Linked DNA regions of Mus musculus: region 2 is linked to region 1. Evidence: chromatin contacts called from public Hi-C data. All regions are on one chromosome and are shown on one strand. Each heading gives the region's core, a stretch centred on a gene start, on an enhancer-like site or on the middle of the called end of the contact. The rest is flanking DNA. Distances are from core to core; before and after follow the strand shown. Region 1 overlaps Nt5c3 (5'-nucleotidase, cytosolic III). Region 2 overlaps Ppm1k (protein phosphatase 1K (PP2C domain containing)).

Region 1 (7,115 bases), core at 2,530-5,029:
AGGGCTCAACAGATATAAAGCCTGACAACACAAGTTCCATCCCTGAGACTCAAAACAAAACAAATCAAATCCCAAATCTCACAGTTGTTCTCTGATCTCCACACCATGACAAGTGCTTGTGGCCACTCAAACACACATAGCACACACAGGCACATACAAGAAGCATAAACACAAAACAGTAATGCCACCGAAAGTACTGAATTAATGGCTCTACTTCTAGATACGTCCAACAGGACTGACGCACATATGAGCACATATAGGCTAGCAGCACACATAAGACTTGCACAGGTTCAAGCCAGAAAAGGTCTCACCCCTAACCAAGAAGCTATTTGCAATCGACAAGGGGAAAAATCAATTTTCTCCAACGGTGTGTCACTGGGTGTATCATGATACTTCAGGGCAGAGTATGTGCTCAGGAGCAGCTGGCCAACACACACACACACACACACACACACACACACACACACACACAAAATCAATGATATTTTTGTGGACTTTTTCTTGTTTTGGGATATTACTGGTGGTCTTCTGCTTGTTTGTTTTGATGTTCCTGTGAGTTTTTTCCTTTTTCTTTGGAGATGGATAGAGAAATGGGAAGAGGGAGACAGGGAGAATCCGGCTGACAGTGAGTAAGAACACAGTTTAGTATGTAGGGAAGTTGAGAGGATCTTGGAGGAATTGGTGGAGAAAAATGATCAAAATACATTGTATGTACAAACAATATGTACAAAAAAATTACTGAATAACAAACACTTTTGGGGGCAAGGGATGTAAGTCAGTGGTCTTGCATTCATGAAGCCCTGAGTTTGAATCTCAGAACCAACCACAAAACAAGCAACACAAAACCAGTTTTGTTTTAAATAGATTTTTCATTGTTTTCTGAGAAGGGCTAGAAAGAAGCTGAAAGTCACAGAGGCGGGTCCTCAGCAGTGGAGTGGACTTTCATCTCTGCACTGTGGCTGGCCTGGCTGAAACCACCCACGTCCCTCCTAACGGCAGGCACTAGATGAGGAATTGCAATGCCAAAGGACAGAACTACGGGGGACAGGATATCCGCCAGGTTATTTTCTCCCACTCTGACACTGTAATAGATGTCTGCTATCTTTATCAATGGAGAAAGTGATATCTACTTGTATGCTTGAGTAACTATTCAGAACTTTTCATAGTTTGCCACGAAAAAGTTTCTTAGGACTTGGTCAGCCCTGAAAAATACAAGGGCCCGAGTTCAGTCCCTAGAACACCCATTTAAAAAACTGGGTACGGTGACACAGGCTTGTAATCCCTGGATCTTGGTGACCAGCCAGCCCAGTCTACTTGGTAAGCTGGTTGGTCTGATTATGGGGAGGGCCTGTGGGCTCCACCCCAACAGATATTAAAACCTTTCCCCAAACCTCAACTAGGTGGCTTGAGATTTCAAATTTCCTTTGAGAAACTCAAACACATTCTTTAGCAGCCTACAACTTTTTTCTTATTTAAAAAGTCTTCCATGCTTCATGCTAAATGTGCCATGTCCTGGTATATCAAGATTTGCATGACTCTAACTGTTACTTCCATCCTATTGTAGCGGGATCTCTGTGCCTGGAACAGAACAAGATGAAGATGTTTTTGTATCTTGGACTTTGCAGAACATACAGTTTGTTCTCTGCTCAAAAGAAACACTGTTACTATAGATTGCTATTTTGTATAGGGCACATTAAATCAAAGTGGTAAAGTGAGGTTTTCCTATTGGTTCATTCTATCTGATACACTTAAACAGAGAACAGAGAGAGAGAGAGAGACAGTTCAGCACACAGCAAGATTTTCAGGTCTCCCAAGTGCAACAATACACAAGAAGCATGACTGATTGGCTACAGGACTGCTCAGTGGAAAACCATGTGCTTTAGTTTGTATGCAGGAGGCCATGGGATGATTCCTAGCACAAAGACAATTCAAGCCTGTAACAGGAGACTGAGACAGAAGGACCTTTGAATTTACAGGCTAGTTTGGGCTACATAGTGATACTGTCACAAGACCAAAATAGAAAAAGAAACCTGACTAATTGCACTCATAGATCCTAAAATCTAAAATGCGCTAGTAGCAAACTAGACTGTATGCTGTAACAGCCAATACAAGCAAATCAGTATCAATAAGTGACCAGAGATGAAGGACAGGGATTTGCAGGTGACTTGACTTCCTTTCGCTTTTTCTGTAGTGAGTGTCACTAGCATTACCTGGATGCAGTGATTATCAAAGTTTCAGACTGCTGGAGTCAGCTTAACAGACAGTTGTGCTAATAATTCCAGGTGGAACATTTTACAAGTTAGGCAAATAATGTAGTGTATACTTGGTCCCAAGTCCATTCCCCAAACCAGAGATTTGGTTTCAACTTGTAGGGCTTCCAGCTCCAGTCCCACTGTAGTGTGTCCCGCTCACCTGCAGACCCCTCTTTCTGACACAGTTTCACTATATAGCCCTGGCCTGCCCCAAATTTACCATCCTCTTTCTTTAGCTTCCCAAGTGCTGGGATTATGGTGTGCCTTATACCATATCTGATTCTAGTCTTTCTTTTCCTTCTTCTTCTTCTAACTACTGTCAGCACATTTCAGTTTTGCATTTCTGCATGTGACAAAGCTTAAGAGTTCTCAAGTGGTTCCCATCTGCTTCTATAAGAATCCACCAAGTGAATCAGTTGTTCTTTTAGAATTCTAACAGTTTGACAAGATAGACCTTGACCTTGGTGTGCTGATAGCTGTTCCTGAGAAAGCTGCGTATAAGAATGTAGTGATGTGAGGGCTGGAGAAATGGCTCAGTGGTTAACCTCACTGGCTACTGCCGCAGAGGACTTGGGCTCTGTTCCCAGCACTCACGTGGCAGCTCACAACCATCTGTAACTCCAGTTCCAGGGCATCTGGTGTCCTCCTCTGATCTCTCTAGGCATCAGGCACACACATGCAGGCAAAATATTCATATGTATAAGTAACAGTGATGCACATAAATAAACCTTTAAGAGTGGTATTTCAAAAATAAAATGACATTTATTGTTTTCTCAATAGGCTCAAGTAATCCTGTACCTTAGGCTCCTGTAGTTTAAACTACAGGAGGGCATGCCACAGCTGCTTAGATTATGGTGTTCTTAATGCTGTCTCTAACCTAAATTCCCAATTAGAAGGGCATGTGGAGAAATATGAATAAGACAATGTGATGTGACAAGGTAGAGAAGACTACCACGAGTACAGAGGATGTTTCAGGCTGCGGTATCTACTTCCACCTACTTACAAGAAGGAGCTTACCAACAGATTATGCAACCCCTCATCAACTGCAAGATGATTTTGTATCTTTTGTACTCTAGTAGACTAAAAAAAAAAAAAAGGAAGGGAGAGAAGGCAAACAGCATATAAAACAAAATGACAAGATGACAAACAAGTCTGCCACATCTGGGTGTTGTCATACTTGTTTAAAATTTATAGCTTAATGTTAAGGTAACTCTGAGGGTTTACATGAGAGTACATAGTCTGCCAGGCATGGCAGCTCATACACTCAGCTCCAGAACTCAGGAGGCAAGAACAGGCAGATCTCTGAGTGTACAAGGCTAAAGCTACATAGTAAAATACTGTCTTAAAGAGGAGAGGGAGAGAGAGAGAGAGAGAGAGAGAGAGAGAGAGAGAGAGAGAGAGAGAGAGAGAGAGCATAACGTTCAGACAATGAATGTACACCAAGAAAAAAAAAATTTAACTACCTATCCAGCAACACAACTAGTGCAGCAACATTGGAAAGCAGCCTACTGCAGCAGGAGAAGCCTGCCACCTGCTGACAGAAGGCTGCATCACGTAGTCGTTCCTGACTGATGGGGGTGTGTATTAGTCAGGCTTCTCTAGAGTCACAGAACTTATGGAATGTCTCTATATTGAGGGAATTTATTGTGATGATTTACAGTCTGTAGTCCAATTAACCCAAGAATCTAGTAGTTGCTCAGTCTTGAGGCGAGTTGTTTCAGCTGGTCTTCTGTAGAAGTAAGTAGGTTCTAACAGATGTGCTGGCAAGTAAGTACAAGCAGTTAAAGAAGAGTGACTCTTCCTGCTTCCAATGTCCTTATGTAGGCTTCCATTAGAATGTGTGGTACAGATTAAAGGCGTGTACTACCTTGCCTGGGTCTAAATTTTCATGGCCACTATGCCGCAAGATCTCCATGCCAAGATCTAATCCAGCTCAGAAACTGGTGTCTTCCAGCCTCAAGATCTGGATCACAGGCGAGCCCTCCAATTCTAGATTGTAGTTCATCCCAGATATAGTCAACTTAACAACCAGGACTAGCCATACAAGGTGTTTAGTTTGTTTGTTGTATTTAATGACTTTTGTTTGCTTATTTAATTAAATAATGTATTTATTTTAGAGACAGAGTCTCACTAAATAACCCTGGCTAGCCTGGAACTCACAAAGCTCCATTTGCCTTGGCCTCTCAAGTGCTACTGGCCAGGCCATGGCTGATACTTTAATGGGAGGAAAACAATCTCTCAGGTAAGGTACTCACACTACATTTAAATACATGGTGAAAATGCTGACGCTATCAGCCAGAGGCTTTATACGTAGTTTGGAACTAGGGGACACAGAAAAATGAAAGGGCCGCCTCACTCTCTTGGTTCTGGTTTAAATATCTTGCCTCGCTGTCTCATTACATCCATGGACTTCAACATACTGGACCAGGCCAGCTGTGAAAGACCAGTAGTCACCTTTCTGAGAAGCATCACAAACTGCTAAGTGACCAATGAACCACAGCCCAGCTCCCTGACCCGTACACAGGTAAGAAGGGTCCCTGTCATGAACCATACACAATCTAGCTCTCTGTCACCTATGTCATCGTGACCCTTCCTTCTGTTTTGGTTATATTGCTTTGGTTCTTGTTCTTCTTCCCTTCCCCCTTCTTCTTTTTGCACTGAGGCAGTATCTCATGCAGTAGCTGATGCATTATATATCCCAGAGTAGTCTAGAAATTGTAAAAATTATCCTGCTTCAGCCTCCTAAGTACTAGGATGCGCATGAGGCACCAACCTAATCTTAATAAAGTTTCCTGTTCACCCGAAAGCTTGCACAATATGTCTAGTAAGTCTCCTCTTGAAGGGCAGAATTCTTTGGATAGGAAAAATAACTATAACAGAAGAAATACCCATATCCCAATTCAAATTTAGTAGCAGATTAACCAGCTCTAAAGGCCCCAAATGATTCTCAGTCTACCAGGACTGCAAGTTTGAGGCCAGCCCTGTCTATACAGTGATTTTTAGAATAGTATGGGATACACTGCAAATACCTGTCTGAAAAATAAAGAACAGCCCTCAGGAGACTAAGACAGGAGAATCACAAATTTGAGGTCATGTGGCTGTATAGCAAGACCTTCTTTCAAAATAAAATAACGAATAAATAATTAATAATGATAAAAATCAGATAATTATGGGGGCAAATGTTCTATGGTAGATTACTTGCTTAGCACACGCCAGGACCAGAATTCAATTCCCAGCACAACCAAAATTTAAAATAAAAGTTCTTTTATGTATTCTAATTATCTCTAAATGATTTTTATGCTTAAACTACTTTTAAAGCAAGAAAAGGTAAATAAGAAAAGGATTTTGCACAAAACTATATAGGAAATATTTCAACTACTATGAAAATTAAAGCCAAGCCTTTGTGGAGATTTTATACAGCTCTAGAAGTTGAAGCTCTCTGTTCTCTCTCCCTCTCCCTCCCTCCCCACCTCTCCCTCCCATTTTCTGAGACAGTGTTTCATACAGATAGTGATAGGCTTGCACCTCTGCCCCTACTGAGCTGACAGGATTACAAGTGTGTGCCATAACACCTGGCTTATGTGGTAATGGGACTGCATGCCAGGCAAATGCTCTCCAATCGAGCTACAGTTCCAGACACGAAACTTATTTTAAATTCTGCTCCCTATTTCTAGGTTTTAGTAATGCCAATTTGGTGTGTGCTCAGAAAAAGAGAAAAACATCAGTTTAATGATTCTAAATTCATTCTGGATTTTATTAATTAACTATTTTTTTTAAAAAGCACACAAAGACTCTTCAGCAAATTAACCACTACACTTGTCATCAGAGAATGCAAACGAAAACTATATTGCAATTCCATCTTACCCCAGTGTGATGGTTTGTATATGCTTGGCTCAAGGAGTGGCACTATTAGGAGCTGTGGCCTTGTTGGAGTAGGTGTGTCACTGTGGGTGTGGGCTTAAGACCCTCACCCTAGCTGTCTGGAAGTCAGTCTTGCACTAGCAGCCTTCAGATGAAGATGTAGAACTCTCAGCTCTGCCAGCATCATGCCTGCCTAGATGCTGTCCTGCTCCCACCTTGATGGACTGAACCTCTAAGCCAGCTCCAATTAAATGTTGTCCTTTATAAGACTTGCCTTGGTCATGGTGTCTGTCACAGCATTAAAACCCTAACTAAGATTCCCCCCACCCTCAAACCCCCCATCAGAATGGCAGTCATTACAAAAGCAACAAATGCTAGTGAGGATATGAACCAAAGAGAACAACTCTTCTGCACTCTGCTAGAAATGCAGCCTAGCCCAGCACTAAGGATATGAGTATGAAGTTACCAAAACTACAACCCACTTATAACTTGGTCCCCTTTGAATGGTACAAATACTTTCAACAAAGAATTCAGGTGATAAGAGAGAGAAAGAGAGGGGGTAGGGAGGGATGGAGGGAGGGGTGGAGGAAAGGAAGGAAGGAAGGAAGGAAGGAGAGAGAGAGAGAGAGAGAGAGAGAGAGAGAGAGAGAGAGAGAGAGAGAGAGAGAGAGGAAATACAACTAATGCCTGAACTCCAGAGGTATGTCCCAATTCAAAAACATAAGAAACATTAAAAAAAATCAAAGTAGCATAATTCTTAAAAGTTACCAATCACAAAGTAACATCCTCCAACAAGAGTAAAGTTGACATAATCTTAAAGAAGGAATTCAAAAGAATGATTATCACTCCATCCTGCTGAAGAGACTAGGAACAGAATAAACATCTCAGCATAATAAAGGCTAAATACAAAACATCTACAGCCAACCTTATACCAAACAAAGGAAAAACTCAAAGCATTTCCACTACAGTTAGGACTAAGACAAGGGTCTTATTAAATATAGT
Region 2 (7,115 bases), core at 2,231-4,730, 600 kb after region 1:
AAAATGTACCTTGTATCCCTTTATCTCTTATATCCCTTGTATCCCTCCCTTGGAATGCCCCCATCTCCTAGGTATATGTTCTCACTCTTCTTGGGAAAAAATATGCTTGTTCTGCTTTAAAAAAAAAAAAATTAAAAGGTACTCAGGAAGCTGACGTTAGGAAGACCATTTGAACCCAGGAGTTCAAGGTCAGCCAGTGAAAACCTGCTTTCTACAGAGAAAGGAAAAAGGAACACTTGCAAATAACACATTGACCAGCTATCAAAATTCAAAAAAAAAAATACCTGTCCAACTGAATAAAGAACAAACTTACTAAAAAGAAACTAAATCTGCCTCTTAGTCTTAAAAACTTAGAAAGCCCCAGATTCAATCTCTAGCCTTACAAAGGAAACACAGATTCATCACTCATCAAATGGACCAAAACCGCTTCTTCTCCCATTCAGCTCAGAGATGCACAGCGGCTTCACAGCTGTGTTATGATGCTTACACTGAGCATGTGCAGTTGACCATAATGATGATGAGGATTTATGAAAATACTACTGGGTATGTGGCTGGTAAGCTTATACTGTTAGGATCGATCAGTCACAATGACACACGGGTACAGGTGGCCTTCTGTGTGTTACCAGTTTCTTGATAAGCCCACTGACACTGCTGCATAGGAACTCCGAGTCTGAGCTGTCGATCAGGCCCATCTCCCACTGGAGGCAAAGCTTCTGCTGAATGAGAAGGTAATTTCAGAGTTCTTGTATTTTCCCCAAGCACCAAAGGGCACCACTACTGCAGTGCTGTTGTCTTCGGTACCGTACTGTATTGCCTGCAGGAGTGGGGAAGAAGAGACAGGCGCTGGAGTCAAGGGACCTTGTGCAATCACACAGCATCCTTTCTCTGGAAGGCCAACTGGTTCTACACACACTTTACGATACAAATGTAACTACCTAACAAGGTTTGGAATGGTTTCACCCTGTAACCATGTGCCATATGGTTATTAAGTGCATATGAATTTCAGATGGTTCAACTATATCCTATGCTCCACTGTAGCAATCTTGGCAATAGAAATTACCTGTGCTCCCAGTGAGGACACACCCAAAGCCCTTAGCATGGTACCAATTATGGGCAAGCCTTAATAAATGCTGATTCTTACCAATGAAACTGCTGGTAGGAGTATAGCCCAAGAAATGGAAGAGATTGGGTGAGGGATAAAAAGGAACAAAATATAGGAACATCTTTGTATGAAAGTGCGGCTAGAAACCTACCACTGTATAAGCTACCTTAACATTTAAAACCTCAGAAATGGGTATGTACAAGGTTATAACAAAAATGTTTTTAATATTCCTTCTTCAATGGGAAAGTGGAAATAAATGAAATTGCCTGCAGCAGGATTATAAATCACTTTTAGGGACCAGTTCACATAGATGAGTGCTGGTCAGCAGTGTTTGGAAGTGCTGAGAGTTCCAGTTAGCATCAAACAAGCCAAAAGATTCTACATCCTCGGGCCAAGACTGCAAAGGAAAGCGTGGGTAAGGATGTCACGGCTTACAAACCAACTGTAAGAAAAAAAAACTTGCTTAAAATGTGTCAAGTACCATTTATACTTAATATACAGTTGTTAAAATAACCATTTAAAATGGTAATAAAATAATAGGCAGAGACAAAAACCAAGAAATACAAATTATGAAAAAACCCATGTTAAAAGTTAGTTCAAGCCGGGCATGGTGGTGCACGCCTTTAATCCCAGCACTTGGGAGGCAGAGGCAGGCAGATTTCTGAGTTCAAGGCCAGCCTGGTCTAAAAAGTGAGTTCCAGGACAGCCAGGGCTATACAGAGAAACCCTGTCTTGAAAAACAACAAACAAAACAAAACAAAAACAAAAAACAAAAGTTAGTTCGATTAACATTAAAAATCCAAAGCTAAACAGTAAAAACCTTTATTTTTCTCAGGACTTTGGGCCTCCCTTACTAGTAGAGTGCTCATCCAGCATTCAAGAGACCATATGTTCAGCTCCCAGTTGCGGAATAAATTTATTCTCACTTCTCAAATTAGCCAGAAAGTTCTCCAAATCTGGAGAGAGAGAGAACCACACGCATAACAACCCCCTACACCTACACCCACGGCCCAAACTGCAAGTACTTTTAAGGGGTTATTTGAAGAGGCTGTTCATCATTTTTTTTTCTTTTCTCTTTTCTTTTCTTTTTAACTGGGGGAGGAGAAAACATGAATTCTCACTGCTACACAGAATAATAGGAACTCTTGTGCTCGAGGCATCCTCCTGTCTCAGGTTCCAGAGTAGCTGGGACTACAGCCATGTGTCACCCATGCCAAGGCTGTTTCCCAAAATTCAAACTAAGAAGGACTGGTGAGATGGCTCAGTGGGTAAAGTGGCCTGCCATCAGGTTGGCTGTCAGGCTGTCCATCAGGCTGTACGTCAAGCTGGAATACCTGAACTCAATGCCTTGGATCCACATGGTGGAAGGAGAAAACCAATTCCTACATGTTGCCCTCTAACCTCCATGACACATACCACAGTATCAGTGTGCACAAAGACATACACATGCGTGCACGCACGCGCGCGCGCGCGCGCGCGCACACACACACACACACACGCGCGCACGTGCGCATGAACTCAGTAACAATTTAACCTAACAAGATAATATCTGAAAAAAGAGACACACACAAATAGATACCATAAAATGTTTGTTTTTTACTTCTATCTAAAAAGGTATCTCTCATCCCTTCTATAAAAGAATAAACACAAATTTCCTTATCGGGAGAACTGTTATGGGACAGAAGTAAGACAGAACATCAGTATATGTTCTTTTTTATTATCATAAATATTTTTACTATCATAAATATTATTAACTGGATAAACTAAAGTACATTTACTTACAAGATCGGTAGCTGAGTTTAAAAAAAAATTATCCATGGACTTGGGCCTATTTCTTCAATTTCATAGGCAGCTTGTTAGTTACTACAAGGTAGACAGCCCAGATGTAAATATAAGGCCAGCATGGGCTACATGAAAATGTCTCCAAAAAAAAAAAGGAAAAAGAAATAGAAAAGAAACTACACCACACACACACACACACACACACACACACGGAGAGAGAGAGACAGATAGACAGACAGGCAGGCAAACAGAGAGAAAGGGACAGACAGACACACACAAATAAATAAAAGTTAAGGAAAGGACTTATGTCTAAATCACAAATATTAGGACTTAAAAGTTTGGGCCAAATCGAATCTCTGAACTCAAAATGTAAATAGTGGAAATGTAACGTAGGTGTTGAGTTAAAACATAATGACTTAAAACCACAATCTATCAGGACAGACTAGAAGTATCTTTTACATGTTCTTTCCTGGTCATTATCCATTTTCAAGTTTTAGCTCTGACTGATAGGAAATGCCATCCATTTACCCTCTTGTACTTTACTGGTCTCTTTCATCACCCACATTGGTAGGCAGAAGTTGACTGTGATTCCACGGCTCACCCTGCTTGTTTACATGGATCAGTACAGTTCCAGGCCAAATATTTGGATTCAGGATCCCTGGCTTGCCTAGGTTTGAGGCTCAGTTTTGTCCTGTGGCCTGGTCTGTCTGGTTTCCCTTTCATTAAAAGCCTGACCTCAGAGGATCACAGTGATGCTGCTTTATGTTAATATATATGAGGAAAATATTACTTTATTACTGTTATAATGATTGCTGTTACTCTCTTTCAAGTTGTGTTCAAAGTTAGAAGGCCCACTCCACATTTCCTTAATGTATGAACTGTCAGCACTTGCTCATGAGAACTATTATGCAATCATGAATCAAATTCACTGTGACACTCCAGCTAAAACACCCTTTGCCGGTGGTGCTGTCCCTAATCCTCTCCTCCCTGGGAATTTCCCACTAGAAGCTCCGCTACGTCACCTGCTCAGTCACCGAATGAGCTGCTTCTTTAGGATCGTGGCACTGGTTGACAAAGTCGCAGATCTCTTGACTATTCACCATGAAGTTAATCCCATCTGTGGTAAGGACCAGGAAACTGTCGTCAGCATGGTAGAGCTGCAACCAGAAGCAAACAAATGTGACTACAAACAAGATCATCCCCTCCAAATGACTCAATAATTGGGAAATTGTATCGATTCTGCAGGGAGTGCTCGTCTGGGTCAGAGTTCATTGGCAAACTGAAAATGTAGCTAAGCATCAACACTACTTGGGATAAACCAAACATTTACCTAGCAGTATCAACAAAGAGCCAGCCAGCCAGACAAATGCTCGATCTAATGGCTGCCTTTATTATTTATTTGACAGGGGTTGGGGGTTGGGAGGCACTTGATATGCTTTAGGTCTTGGTATTGTTTCAATTTATTTCCTTGCAAAATGAGGATAGCTTTTGTATCTCTTTTGAACAGAGGTTGCCACACAGTAAATCTTACATAAGTATTTGTTTCATAAAATAAATGTGAGATATCTTCCTTATGTGGAAATCCTTCCTTCAACTATAAGCATTCATGCCCTGTCATTTGTAAAGTTCCCATTATACTGTGCTGACTTAGGAGCTCTAGAGCAGGAAGCAGCAGGGCATGTACCATGCAGTGGCTAGTTTAGAGTAACAGGCGCTGGGCTGTACATATAAAAGTGGCTGGCTATTGAGCTCAGTGGAGAAGGAAAGTTGAGGATGACTTCCAAGCAGGGATAACAAATCTAAATAACAACTAATCGTTGTCCTTCCTTTCCAAGCAGGCTTTGGGAAAGGAAGGACAACAGGGGCCTTCTACCAGAGGAAAAAAGATTTCACCCTCATCAGGCCAGAAATAAACATCGTATTTTAAGTTTCTTCATAAACTAATATCCCTTTAAAAACATCTTTCCTTCAGGTAATCTTTAAACAGCCAGCGGTGTGAGACAAGTCCTTAGAATTTCTCTGCGCATGACTCAATGCTTCTGATCCTGTCTTACCTTAATCCTTGTTGTCTCAGGTTCTGCAATTACCCCACTGGCTTTAAGATCCAAATCTCCGATACTCCTTGTCATTGCAAGTCTGCCATTTACATGGGGCTGTCCCAAACTATTCCAAGCTACAAACCCACCGAATTTCTTGATCCTAGTTAAGAAAAAGTATTAATAGTAATAACAATAACAATATAGTGTGCAAGAAACTATGGCACTGGTTTAAATACCAATTGTACAAATGGAAATTTAGAGCCTAGTGTTTCAAAACATACCCATAATCTAGGAACTTGGGAAGGCCGAGAAGGGTTTCCAGTATAAGGCCAGCCCATGTTAATTCCACAATAAGATATAAATGAAAAATTTAAGCCATGTATGGTGTACACAACCTGATAATCCCAGCGTGTGAGAGGCCAAGGAAGCAGGGTACAGATGTAAAGCCAGGCTGAGCTGCATGAGATCCAGGCTCAACAAACCCGAAACAACCAAAACAAGAAAATCTGCACTGCAGTAGTGGCTGTGCGCCTGCTTTCAAGAGGCCCGGGTGTTTTACACCAGAGAAGAAAATAGAACACTGTTTCTATGGCATCTATAGCTATCACCCCATAACAAGGTGTGATGACAGTACCTTTCTTTCTCATCTTTTCTTTCTGGGGTATGGTCAGTGGTCAGCTTCATGGGTTTTCCTTTTCTACACAAAAGAGCCCGGCTGTCTCCAACACTGGCTACCACCAGTTCAACACCATCTCTCAACAGGGCTACTGTTGCAGTAGTCCCAGAGGTCAGGAGGCTTGCTACAAATATTATAAAACAGAGCATCTGTTAGCAATAGGAATATTCAGATATGGAGTTTTCATTACAAAATAAAACAGAAGCATGATAACTTAAGGCTGGGAGGAACCATTCTAATTCAACCAGAGCTATGCAAATGAAATGCAAACTATGTAAGTAATGCCATGCAGAGAAGCGATTACTTAACTCTGTAACAAGGCTCCATGCAAACAAAATGGCTGGTAAACTAATTTGGTGTGCAAAGCATCAGTGTCTCCAAGTAGTCTGTGTGTAAAAAACAGAGCTGATAAAAACTAAGAATTATGACGTCTTAGTATGCCTAATGGGCATCAAAATAAAACATGAAAATGTCGCTAGTCTGGCTGTTATGACAGCACAACAGATCTGCTGGGCCCATTAGGTGAGACGCCTTTGCTATAATCAGATTTGGGTTCTTCTCTTGTATTCCTTACTCCCATCCAGTCAAAGTACTACCACTTAATAGGTGAAGAGAGAAAGGCAAAGTACAGCCCATCTGTTCTTCAAGTACTACTGTGTACATTCTTCCCTCTAGAACCATGTCAACTCTGTGTCCGTCTGTCTGTCTGTCTGTCTGTCTGTCTCTCTCTCTCTCTCTCTCACACACACACACACACACACACACACACACACACACACACACTCGTGCAAGCTTGCACCAATTAGAGTCGCATACCCTTTTTCGATTTCTTTGCTCTACACCTGAAGAAAAGTTATAGCCACCCTTAGATGAATAGATCTGAGTGAGTAGTAGACAGTGAAATTCATTTCAGTTCCTTATAAACATGGTATAGTTAACACTATTAGCCCCCAAAATATCCAATCAGAGAATCTGCAGCCAACAGCAGATGAGCAGAACCAGCTGCAACTTATGCGCCTTGCCCGGACTAGAACCTGTGAGCCATGTGCATTTTCTCTGCCATCAAGTAAAGCCCAGTGTTGCTAGCCTTGAGGTGGCTACTCTTTCTTCTTCTAACCAAGCAAATGCATTTGTGTGTCTTCTTTTGATTTAGTCTAACATCATCTGTTCTCTATCATTCACCACTTACTAAAAATATTTAAGGTGCATTGAGTCTTGCAGAAAGTGGGAATACTGTGAAACTATGAACCAAAGAACAATATAGCAAAGTAAGAAATTGAGAAATAACTTACACAAAGCAGGAATTATCTCTAATAACATCGTTAACTCTTTAAAACATTGTCAATTTTTAAATTTGACTAATTTTTAAATTTTGTATTAAAAAATTCCTTAGCCACTCACTTGACTGTGGCTCTATGTAATATTTGTAGAAAGTCTCCTGATCGTGCAAAGATGACTTTCACTCTAATAGGTGATTTTAGAAAACTTTAATTGATTTCATTGACAGTCAAGTCTT

Evidence for each region. Hi-C and Micro-C count contacts between places; a contact is called where the count stands out from the background.
Region 2: a contact with region 1 is called in a Hi-C map of liver, with 2.3 times the contacts expected there. The contact joins two enhancer-like sites. A contact is called at or near these places in 1 of 484 Hi-C or Micro-C datasets (liver) and 3 of 115 datasets of contacts at active chromatin or transcription factors (cardiomyocytes, hepatocytes and large pre-B cells).

The regions. Positions count from the first base shown.
Region 1 is chr6:56,905,337-56,912,451 of GRCm38.p6, forward strand. The region is part of intron 1 of Nt5c3 (5'-nucleotidase, cytosolic III); the gene reads right to left. Among named protein-coding and RNA genes, the nearest start is that of Nt5c3, 15 kb to the right of the region's middle. Within about 2 kb of position 3,780, at least 24 of the 459 cell types and tissues checked have an H3K27ac peak or open chromatin away from gene starts, as enhancers often do. A contact at or near this core is called in liver, where this site is marked.
Region 2 is chr6:57,510,036-57,517,150 of GRCm38.p6, forward strand. It overlaps Ppm1k (protein phosphatase 1K (PP2C domain containing)), which reads right to left. Exons shown (of 7, transcript NM_175523.5): 4 at 5,558-5,723; 5 at 4,939-5,083; 6 at 3,907-4,041; 7 at 1-814. The coding sequence ends at 683. Among named protein-coding and RNA genes, the nearest start is that of Ppm1k, 22 kb to the right of the region's middle. Within about 2 kb of position 3,481, at least 24 of the 459 cell types and tissues checked have an H3K27ac peak or open chromatin away from gene starts, as enhancers often do. A contact at or near this core is called in liver, where this site is marked.